Linked DNA regions of Mus musculus: region 1 is linked to region 2. Evidence: chromatin contacts called from public HiChIP or PLAC-seq data. All regions are on one chromosome and are shown on one strand. Each heading gives the region's core, a stretch centred on a gene start, on an enhancer-like site or on the middle of the called end of the contact. The rest is flanking DNA. Distances are from core to core; before and after follow the strand shown.

The links. HiChIP or PLAC-seq counts read pairs in DNA pulled down with a chosen protein or histone mark.
Region 1: a FOXA1 HiChIP or PLAC-seq map of pancreatic cancer cells shows a contact between it and region 2. The contact joins two enhancer-like sites. A contact is called at or near these places in 2 of 484 Hi-C or Micro-C datasets (cortical neurons and embryonic stem cells) and 2 of 115 datasets of contacts at active chromatin or transcription factors (differentiating embryonic stem cells and pancreatic cancer cells).

The regions. Positions count from the first base shown.
Region 1 is chr17:32,000,606-32,005,480 of GRCm38.p6, forward strand. All of the region lies in intron 6 of Hsf2bp (heat shock transcription factor 2 binding protein), which reads right to left. Among named protein-coding and RNA genes, the nearest start is that of Hsf2bp, 31 kb to the right of the region's middle. Within about 2 kb of position 2,841, at least 21 of the 459 cell types and tissues checked have an H3K27ac peak or open chromatin away from gene starts, as enhancers often do. A contact at or near this core is called in pancreatic cancer cells, where this site is marked.
Region 2 is chr17:31,311,217-31,315,877 of GRCm38.p6, forward strand. It overlaps Slc37a1 (solute carrier family 37 (glycerol-3-phosphate transporter), member 1), which reads left to right. Exons shown (of 20, transcript NM_001242427.1): 4 at 4,278-4,410. Among named protein-coding and RNA genes, the nearest start is that of Slc37a1, 17 kb to the left of the region's middle. Within about 2 kb of position 1,590, at least 22 of the 459 cell types and tissues checked have an H3K27ac peak or open chromatin away from gene starts, as enhancers often do. A contact at or near this core is called in pancreatic cancer cells, where this site is marked.

The DNA of each region.
Region 1 (4,875 bases), core at 1,591-4,090, 690 kb after region 2:
AGAAAGTTAAAATATAAAATATATGGTTCGAGTATTAAAGGAGTACCAGGAACTGAAATGGAGCAAAATCGGTGTTCTAGGAGATAACAGATTAAGGAAGTGGGATCTTGGAGCAAGATCCTACCCAGCTAAATTTAGATCCAGGCATGGTGTTATACACTTTTAATCCCAGGAGACAGGCATGCCAATCTACAGAGCAAGACCCAGGATAGCCAAGCTTAGGCAGAGAAGGATTTGGAAAACAGAAATCCAGTGACAATGTAATAGTACAAGGGGGTCATGTTCTAATTCCTGCAAGCAGCAGAACTCGGCAGCTTCAGCCATGTGGCTCTGGCTCTAGAATTAAGAATGGAAAGAACTACTGGGACAATTGATGCTGGTTAGCTGGAGCTAAGGAATTAGCAGTGATTAGGAAGAGACCAGCATCACTGAGGTGAAATCTTCTGGGAACTGTTTTCTGGAAGCACAAAGAAGCTGTGTTCCAGAGATAGCCAAGGTTGTACCTCATGCTGCAGCTGGACTTGGTAATGTGTAAGAATCACCCAGGTGGTACTGGTTTTGAAGGCATGAAGGTGTCATGAAGAACAGCTGAGGCTTGGCACTGTGAGAGGTCATGGAAGGCCATTGGAGAAGGTATAGCCTCAGCTGTAGTTGATGGGCCAGGACTAAAGGGGTTGTGCAAGGATTTGAGGCTTGGCACCATGAAGAGAGCCTATGATAGGCTATTGGTGAAGCCTAGTTGGAGTGGAACACCCCAGTGTATTGGAGATGTCAGTATCATGGGATGATCACCAAGAACAGCAGCTATAGTGGAGTGGATCAACCTGAGCTTAGAGTGCTACAGAGGGCAGAGCTGGAGAAGTGATGCCAGCCCTTAGGAGGAGTCCAAAAGATCAAGTGGAATCCCAGACACGGAAACAAGAAGCTGTAACATTGAAATTGCCTTGGAGACTCAAAGATGTTAAAGATGCCAGAGCCATGGGATACATGCTGAGGAAAGCTGCTAACGGAATGGAACCAGCCCAGGAGAAAGCAGTTTGTTGCAGTCAACAAAGATGAAAACGGAGTGGAGATCTGAAGACTGCTTTGACATCAGCCATGGAGATGCAGAGTTTGGACTTGGACTTTGCCCAGCTGGTTTCCTACCTTGCTTTGGGGATTACAGTTAATTAGTTGGATGAATCTCAGAAAAGACCTTGAACTGTGGACTTTTAACATGTTGAGACTGCTATAGACTATGAGAACTTTGAAAGTTGGACTAAATGCATTTTGCATTACGCTATGTTTAAGTATGGCCCCCATAGGCTCATGTTTTTGAACAAGTCTATGAGGGCCAGGGAGTAGAATGTTATGGTTTGTATATTCTTGGACCAGGGAGTGGCACCATTTGGAGGTGTGACCTGGTTGGAATAGGTGTGTCACTGTGGGTGTGGGCTTAAGACTCTCACCCTAGTTGCCTGGAAGTCAGTCTTCCACTAGTAGCCTTTGGATGAAGACATAGAACTCTCAGCTCTACCTGTGCCATGCTTGCCTGGATACTGCCATGCTCCCACCTTGATGATAATGGACGAACCTCTGAACCTGTAAGCCAGCCCCAATTAAATGTTGCTTTTTTTTATAAGACTTGCGTTGGTCATGGTGTCTGTTCACAGCAGTAAAACCCTAACTAAGACACTAAGACAGAAGTCATGGAAAAGGGTAGCTGATAGCTGAGTTTAACGTGCCCCACACCTGTAGGGAAGAGACCCCTGACAGGTGACATGGAATAGGACTCCTGGAAAGACCTGTTCCCAAGTGACCACTTGGTTCTCAGCTGAATGTTCTACCCCAGGTACGGACTGGGTTGCAATCCTGGCAAAGGGAACATCCTCTCCCTGAATGGCACCTAAGTGGCAGATACTGTGTTTCAATGAGATGGGTTTCAGAACAAACTGCATGTTGGTCAGATGAAAGTAGGAGGGAGGACAGGCTCTGCAGGGCCATTTCTAGTCACAAATGGTGAACTGCAGAAACACATCTCAGAGTTTCAGATCCACCTAGTCCTTCTCCATGAAGTTACTGTTTTCTTATCCTCCTCAGTGTTAGCACCTGGGTGGAAATCAGTGGAAGTACTGACCTGGTGGAGCCTCAGGGCCTTCACAGCCAAATTCCTGGAATCTACATGTCATGAAGAGACAGCCCACCTCTGTGATTGGATCATGTCTTTCTCGTTCTCTGGAAGACATATCTTTCAGCCATATGTGGATTGCTTTAAGACCCTTCTCGTGGAAGCTCTTATTGGCTAAAGACAACAAGTCTGGAATAGTCAGAGTGAGGGCTGCTATTTTTATTATCTGTTTGCTTTGAGACAGAATCTTGTATAGCCTATGCTGCCTTGAACTCTATATAACTGAGGGTGACCTTGAACTTCTGTTCTGATTCCCCACCTCTATATCCAGAGTGTGAAGTGCAGGCATGCGCCTCTATGCCTGATTTGTATGGTGACAGGGTAGGCCTCCTATGTGCTAAAAGCAGGTCTTCTACCAACTAGGCCAAAGCCTTAGTGTGTCCAATGAGTGTGTTGCTTCTCCCTCATGCTTTTCAACTGAGTATCACCTTTAAAAGGCTAAAAAATTTCACATGTCTAATATGAAGCAAGAGTTTTGGGTTGCCTGATTCCATCAAGGGTCAAATGGAAATACTAGTGTCACATGACAGCAGGGGAAGAAAAACTCAGGAAGTAACAAACACACTCTTGGGAAGTTCCTGAAACTCAGGAGAGCCTCTCCCCAAGGTTACATCAGCACTGGCAACTGCTGGAGGATCAGCCCGCTGCCTCCAGGTTGTCCAGGGAAGTGAAGACACACAGCTCCTGTGAGTCATCACCCATGCTGGCGTCAGAACTCAGGTATGCAGCTGCCTTTGACTCATCCATGTTTCAGTAAGCAACCCAAAACATTTAGGTTCACTAAGCTAATCAGCGCCCTGTCTGGGGGAGCAGACATTTGTTCACATCTCTCCAAAAAAAGTAACATAACAAAGCCCCTCACATTACATTTTGGCAAAGACTCTAGTTGTATTGTTCCAGTCCTGAGAGCTTGAGAGAGGCTGGATTCAAAATCAATGGAATTATTTGATGGAAGGAACCTGAAGGCATAGCACTCAGGCTGTAACAAGATTTCTGCCCACCATTATCTAGGACTATAGTTAAAGTGAGTGGCAAGTGGAATAGAAGGATGTGATCTGACTCAAACTCAAGGCAAAGAGACAGCTACCTGGGACAGTTGTAGACTTTTAAAATCTCAAAACCAACCCCTAGTGACACATTTCATCAGATGAGGCCACACCTCCTAATCCTTCCCAAACAGTTCCACTAACTAGGGTCACACATTCAAGCACAAGGGGCCATTCTCATTCAAACCACCATAACAACTGAACCATAAAGAAAGTTTTACAGTTAAAAACCAGCTGGGAGAAAGCTGGACCCATCTCTAGCCCTGAGGCACAACTCTGAAAGTGAGTATCCTTTGATGGTAAAGTGATAAGAGCAAAAGCCCCAGGAGAGAAGTGAATCACAGACATGCCAAAAATCTCAGCACAGCATAGCAAAGGCCCTATTTAAGTGGACTCAGACTACTGTCAACAGCAAAGGGACTTCAGTGGAGGAGATAGAAGCTGACTGTGTACAATCCTGGAAGGCTGCTGGGAAGGGAAGTCAATCTGATGGTTCTGCAGCAGGTCCACCATCACTACCACCAACATGTGCTTACTAAGACCCACAAGAATAGAGGCCAAAGAAGGGAAGCAAAGAAGCAGCCCTCACACAATGCTTGCTGGGAAGCTGAAGGAGAGATTAATTGGTCCATGAACACTTATAGAGACCACAGAAGAAAAGAAGGCAATGAATCAACACCCAGAGCCCACACAGACACCAGCACATCACTGTGGAAACAGCTTAGCAGGAAACAGAGAAGGATACAGACAGGTGATTCACAGAGAAGACTTAATGGGATGAGCATGCAAAAAACATGCCACCTCACTGGTATTCCAAGTCAGAGGAGGGACGCAGCTGGGTGAATGGCTGGCCAACTGACTGATGACACATATACTCTCCATAGGAATAAATAACAAAATGCTGACAGGGTGTAGGAGACAGTACAATAGCAGCATCTTACATCTGCATGGGTGCCACTTCTCAAAAATCCCACTTCTGGGGAAACTCCTACAGAAACTAACACACAGCTCCACAAGTAAATATTTACCAAATGTTCATTGTAGCAGTGTATATGTAGAGAAATTAAAAATATTCCAAATGTCCCCTCAAGCAGAGAAAGGTGATCTCAACATTAGGATTCTGCAATTTTTGAGACACGCCCCCCATCCCCCAAGAAACAGATAAGATCCACAGTCAAGTTTTAATGCTATTACAAAGAAAACTACATGTCACATTACAGCATGCATTGTTCATGCACATAGACATGTCAGCATAAAACACTAGTGCAGACTGCTATGTGGCTTACACAGGGTATCACCATGGATCCTCTCTCCACTGAACACAATGCATGGAGCAGCTACTGAGACCATGATTGGTGAGCAGCACATGAGCTGAGGAAATGGAAGCAGAGCATGAAGGACCAAACCACCAGCTCCCATTGGCCTGCACTCAGACTGCACAGAAGGCTCTCTCTGTCTGAGTAGAAGAAAGGGGGATTCTTCTGGTAGCCACAGTAATAGTAGGAGCCTCAGGCAATTCAGATGCTGCAGAAGGGGATGTTTCCCCACCTTGAAGGACCTTGGTAGCTGCAGGCAGTTAAGCAGCAGCCACAGTAATACTCTAGACCACACCAAGCCTCTGCATTCCAGCTGGGGAACACCAGAGCACTAAGAGCACTATGG
Region 2 (4,661 bases), core at 340-2,839:
GGTCTTAGAAGAGCATATCCTGCCGAGGCCCCGCCCACCACGATGCCCCGCCTTCCCACAGCTCAGAAACCTGAGGCCAAAGACAGCCCACTGTCCTAGCAAACCAAGAGCCAAACTACACCCAATTATAAGTTATTTTTCTCAGGCATTTGGTCAAAGCTATCAAAACAAGCATCCATAATTAACACAGAAGCATCTTCCGTTGTCGTTTTGACAGGGTTTTACTGGGAAACCCCGCTGGCCTTGAGAACTCTGTAGCATTCCTGTCTCAGACTTCTGAGTACAGCATGTCCCACCACACCCAGCTAGTATAAATGTCTTTATTGCAGCATCGTTTATACTGGCCCAGAGGGGAAACAAAGTGCATGGACATATTCAATAGGTGAAAATTTGAGAAAATTACGGCATTTTTGAGTAAAAATTTAGGTCACCAAAGATAGGATCCACTATCTTTTTTTTTAACTTTTTAAGTTACATTTATGTATGTATGTATGTATGTATGTATGTATGTATGTATGTGTGGGGAGGGTGCATTGGGAAGTCAAATGATGTTCTGTAGGAGTTGGGTCTTTCCTTGTACCTGCCCTGGGGATTGAACTCAGGTCCTCAGGCTTGGCAGCAAGCACCCGTGCCAGCTGAGCCATTTCACTAGCCCTGACACTCTTTTGACTGATTGGGTCTTCTGTGTGTGTGAGAAAGAGTATGTATGCACATGTGTATGCAGGCATGCTTATGTGTATGCAGGTATGCATATATGTACATGCATGTAGAAGCCAGACATCAACTTTAGGAATCATTCTTTGGCCAGATTCCATCTTGTTTGTTTGTATGGTTGTTTGTTTTGTTTTGTTTTGGAGTCACTGGCCTAGAGCCTGCCAAGTAGGCTAACCTGGCTAGCCAGCTATGCTTAGAGATCTGTCTGTCTCCACCTTCCCAGGGATAGGTGGAGGAAATGGATGCCCCCCCCCCCGCGCCCCACCCCACCCCAGCATGGGTTCCAGAGATCTGAGGTCTTCATGCTTGCAAGGCAAACACTTTTTAACTCCCTGATCAGTTTTCATTAACCAACTGCTATAGCAGGCTGATAGATTTTCGGTGTAGCTCCGCTGAAAGATAATCCTGTTAATTTTTTTGCGAAAGATACTGCTTTGACATCGTAAGCTGTGGTTCTCAATGGGACACGCCCCTCCCCCAAATGTTTCCTTGGCAATCAGTCTGTGGGAGCCTAGTGTGTCTCACTGCAGTCCAACGTGAGAGTTTGTTCTCCTGCAAATGTCAGGTTTTCAGAACAAACATCATTGAAATATTAAAACAGAGCAATGTTATTGAAAACTAATGTGCTTAGTTAGATATCCTCAGAGCTCTTTATGTCTTGGAGGCAGCCTCCTGGCAGAGCTACAGAAGAGGCAAAGATGACATTCTGACATGAAAGGCTGGGGAGGGGAGGGGAAAGGTGATGTCCATCGAGACCAGAGGTTAATTGTGGAAGCCTTGCCCAGGCAGAGTGGCGTCAACCTATAGGCGCTGGCCCGGTTGGAGGGTAAGGACCTGGGTGGTGCCCTCTGTGTGAACTCCATCCTTCAGCCACCCTATGACTTCATTCTTTGTCATGTTGGCTTCAGAGCTGATGGCCAGGGAGCGTGACTGAGGTCAGTCAGTTATAAGCAGACACGGTAGTCCACAGTCCCAGCCTACGCCTGTCTGTAACCAAGAGCCCGTGACCCTAACTAACCAAAGCACTCGATGCTGCTCACCATGGCAGGACCTGGAAACCTTTCCTGAGACGTATGGAAGATTGGGATCATCCCTAAGTTGTTCTAATTTTCATGGGTGATATACCCCGGACAGGTTAAGCCACAGGAGACGGTTCAGGGATTCTATTCCGAGCACAGCCTATAGAATCCATATCCCTCACTTCTGTGCAAGGCTGGCATTAGAAGCTTGCCTCGTCTGGCAGATGAGTCCCTCCTGGCCTGAGTCTGTTCTAGGTGAGCAGCAAAACAGAAGCCTCTTTGGGTGTGGTGGCCTTGAGGAAGAACAGTGTAGGGAAGGCAGGAACTCTCACCTACTAAGGTAGCCAGAAAGCTGAGGTCTCACAGGTAGAAATGGGATAGACACACACACACACAGAGCCACAATTTAGTGGCCCTGGCAGGGGTAGCGGCCTGAGTGGGGGAAGGGCCAAGTGACTGTGTTCTATTTAACATGACAAAGAAGCCAGAGCCCCTATAGCACATAGATACTGCCAGTGGAAGCTTGTGGGGAGGCAATCACTTCAGTGTATAAGGTGTTGAGTTTTGGGGCTGACGTTTAAGTCAGAACAGCTCAGGGATGTGCACAAAGCCAATGAAGTAGAGAAGCTCCATTCATACACTGGGGCTCAGTGACTTGTGTCCAGAAATCTAGCGTCCAGCCAGGATGACCAAGGCAGCCTTTCAGATGACAAGACTATTCTGTCATCTGAAAGATGACAGATGATAGCTATTCTGTCCTGGCAGAAGTAAACAAGCCTACTGCCTGCTTGGTGGCTCCCTGCCCCATGCTATAAAGCAGGATCCGCTTTCTCTCTCCCTCTCCCCCCTCCCCCTCCCCCTCCCTCCTCCCCCTCTCCCTTCCTCCCTCCCTCCCTCCATCCCTCTCTCTCTCTCTCTCTCTCTCTCTCTTTCTTTCTTCCTTTTTTTGTTTTTTTTTTTTGAGACAGGGTTTCTTTGTGTAGATCTGGCTGTCCAGGAACTCACTCTGTAGACCAGGCTGGCCTTGAACTCAGAAATCCACCTGCCTCTGCCTCCCAAGTGCTGGGATTAAAGGCGTGCGCCACCACTGCCTGACAGGATCAGCTTTCTGCACCCGCTCCAGGCCCATGACTCAGGATCCAGCTCCTGGACACTTGAAGAATTTCTTGTCTCCAGAGGAGCATCTCCCTGACCAGAAGTTCCCCCTTGCCGACTTTCACCCATACCTGATGGGTTGCTCCCTCTGAGCTTCATGTGACCCAGGGCCTTTATTAAATCTAGCGGTAGGGGACACAGATGTGACAGAGTGAGTTCCTGCCCCTCAGTTCACCCAGGAGATAGTCCTGGCCACCCCCGCCGGAATTATGGCTTCCTTCTTCAGGTGGCTCCATCCTACACATCGTGTAGACAGCCTGGTATTCAGCATCGCAGTCACTGTTCTATAAGCGAGCAGCAGCCTCTGTGCAGATGGGAGATCGAGGCAGGACGCTTGTGACTTGTCAGTCTTCATGCTCCTCATGCCATGCCGTTCCCTCTCTGTCCCTACCACCAGTCAGGCGCCTCTGTCCTATTACAGCTTGCTGGTCCTGGTAAGGGAGGCTGGTGGCCATCTGCCTTACTGGTGTGTGTGTAGACAGATAGATGGATGGATGGATGGATGGATGGATGGATGGATAGATAGATAGATAGATAGATAGGCACATACATGCATACATACATACATACATAGCATAGATAGATGGATGGATAGATAGATAGATAGATAGATAGATAGATAGATAGATAGATAGATAGATAGATAGACACATACATCCATACATACATACATACATAAATAGATACATAGATAGACAGATGGATAGGTACATGGATGTGTGTGGATGTATATATATATTTTTTTCTTAAATTGGAGAATTATCTGTACACAGAAAGGTGCATTAGTCTTAAGCGACTGTTTGACAGGTCTTTACCTATACACCTGGGTACCCAGGATCTAGGTTAAGGCTTTTCCAGCCCCCTGTGCCAGCTCCTATCATCACCCTTCTAAGTAGCAAAACGATTTAACTTGCCACTGGGATGTCTTGTCTGTGTTTGAACTGGTGGAAATGAAATTGCACGGCCTGAGTTCCTCTGGCTCTTCTGTTTTGAGACTCTCATTTTTCCGTTCCTCTGTAGAATTTCTCTGTCTAAATCTAGCCGTTAACCCCGTTCCTCCCCGCAGGGGCAGCCTGTCAGGGATGAATGGCTGTTGGTCCTCAGCTTGGCACTCCCTTGCCTGACACTATCTCCATGTTAGGCCTTGAGAGGCTGCTGCTGCTAGGGTTGGCTGCTGTGTGGGGATGAATTGGAGTTATTACAAAATGCTGCCAGAGCCTCCTGTCGACAACAGGAACTCCTGTGGATGTCAGACGCCTACCAGGGGCCTCTTTCTGCTCAAAGAGCCATTGCTCAGTGAGGAGGGGAGACTACTCAGGTTGTCCCGGCTGAGACATCCCAAGTAAACACTTTTTCTGTCCTCCCCCTCCCCTTCTCTGTCTGCCATAGGGCGAGCTTCACAAGCAGTGTACTGCAGGAGATGGGCCTGAGTCTCCATTCAGTGACCCTAGCAGCAGCACCAGGCATGGCCCCACCCACTGGCTCCTGAACAATGAGACCGACTGTGGCTGGGCCCCCTTCGGTAAGTTAGGGTCAAACCCCCTGTCGCTGGGGATTTTGGCAGCTCTCCACTGGAGTTTCTACAGCCTGGCTAGTCTCAGGACAGGGATGCCATCCTGGCCATGAGTGCCTTTCAGTGACGACTGGACCCTAGCAAACACTACTCTGCAACCATGCCTACATGCTAAAGGGCCACCGGCTCAGTGAAGTATGTCTGTGCTGGGGAAGTCTCTAGAAGACAGCGGGCAGTGTGTGCTGTCACACAGAAAGTCA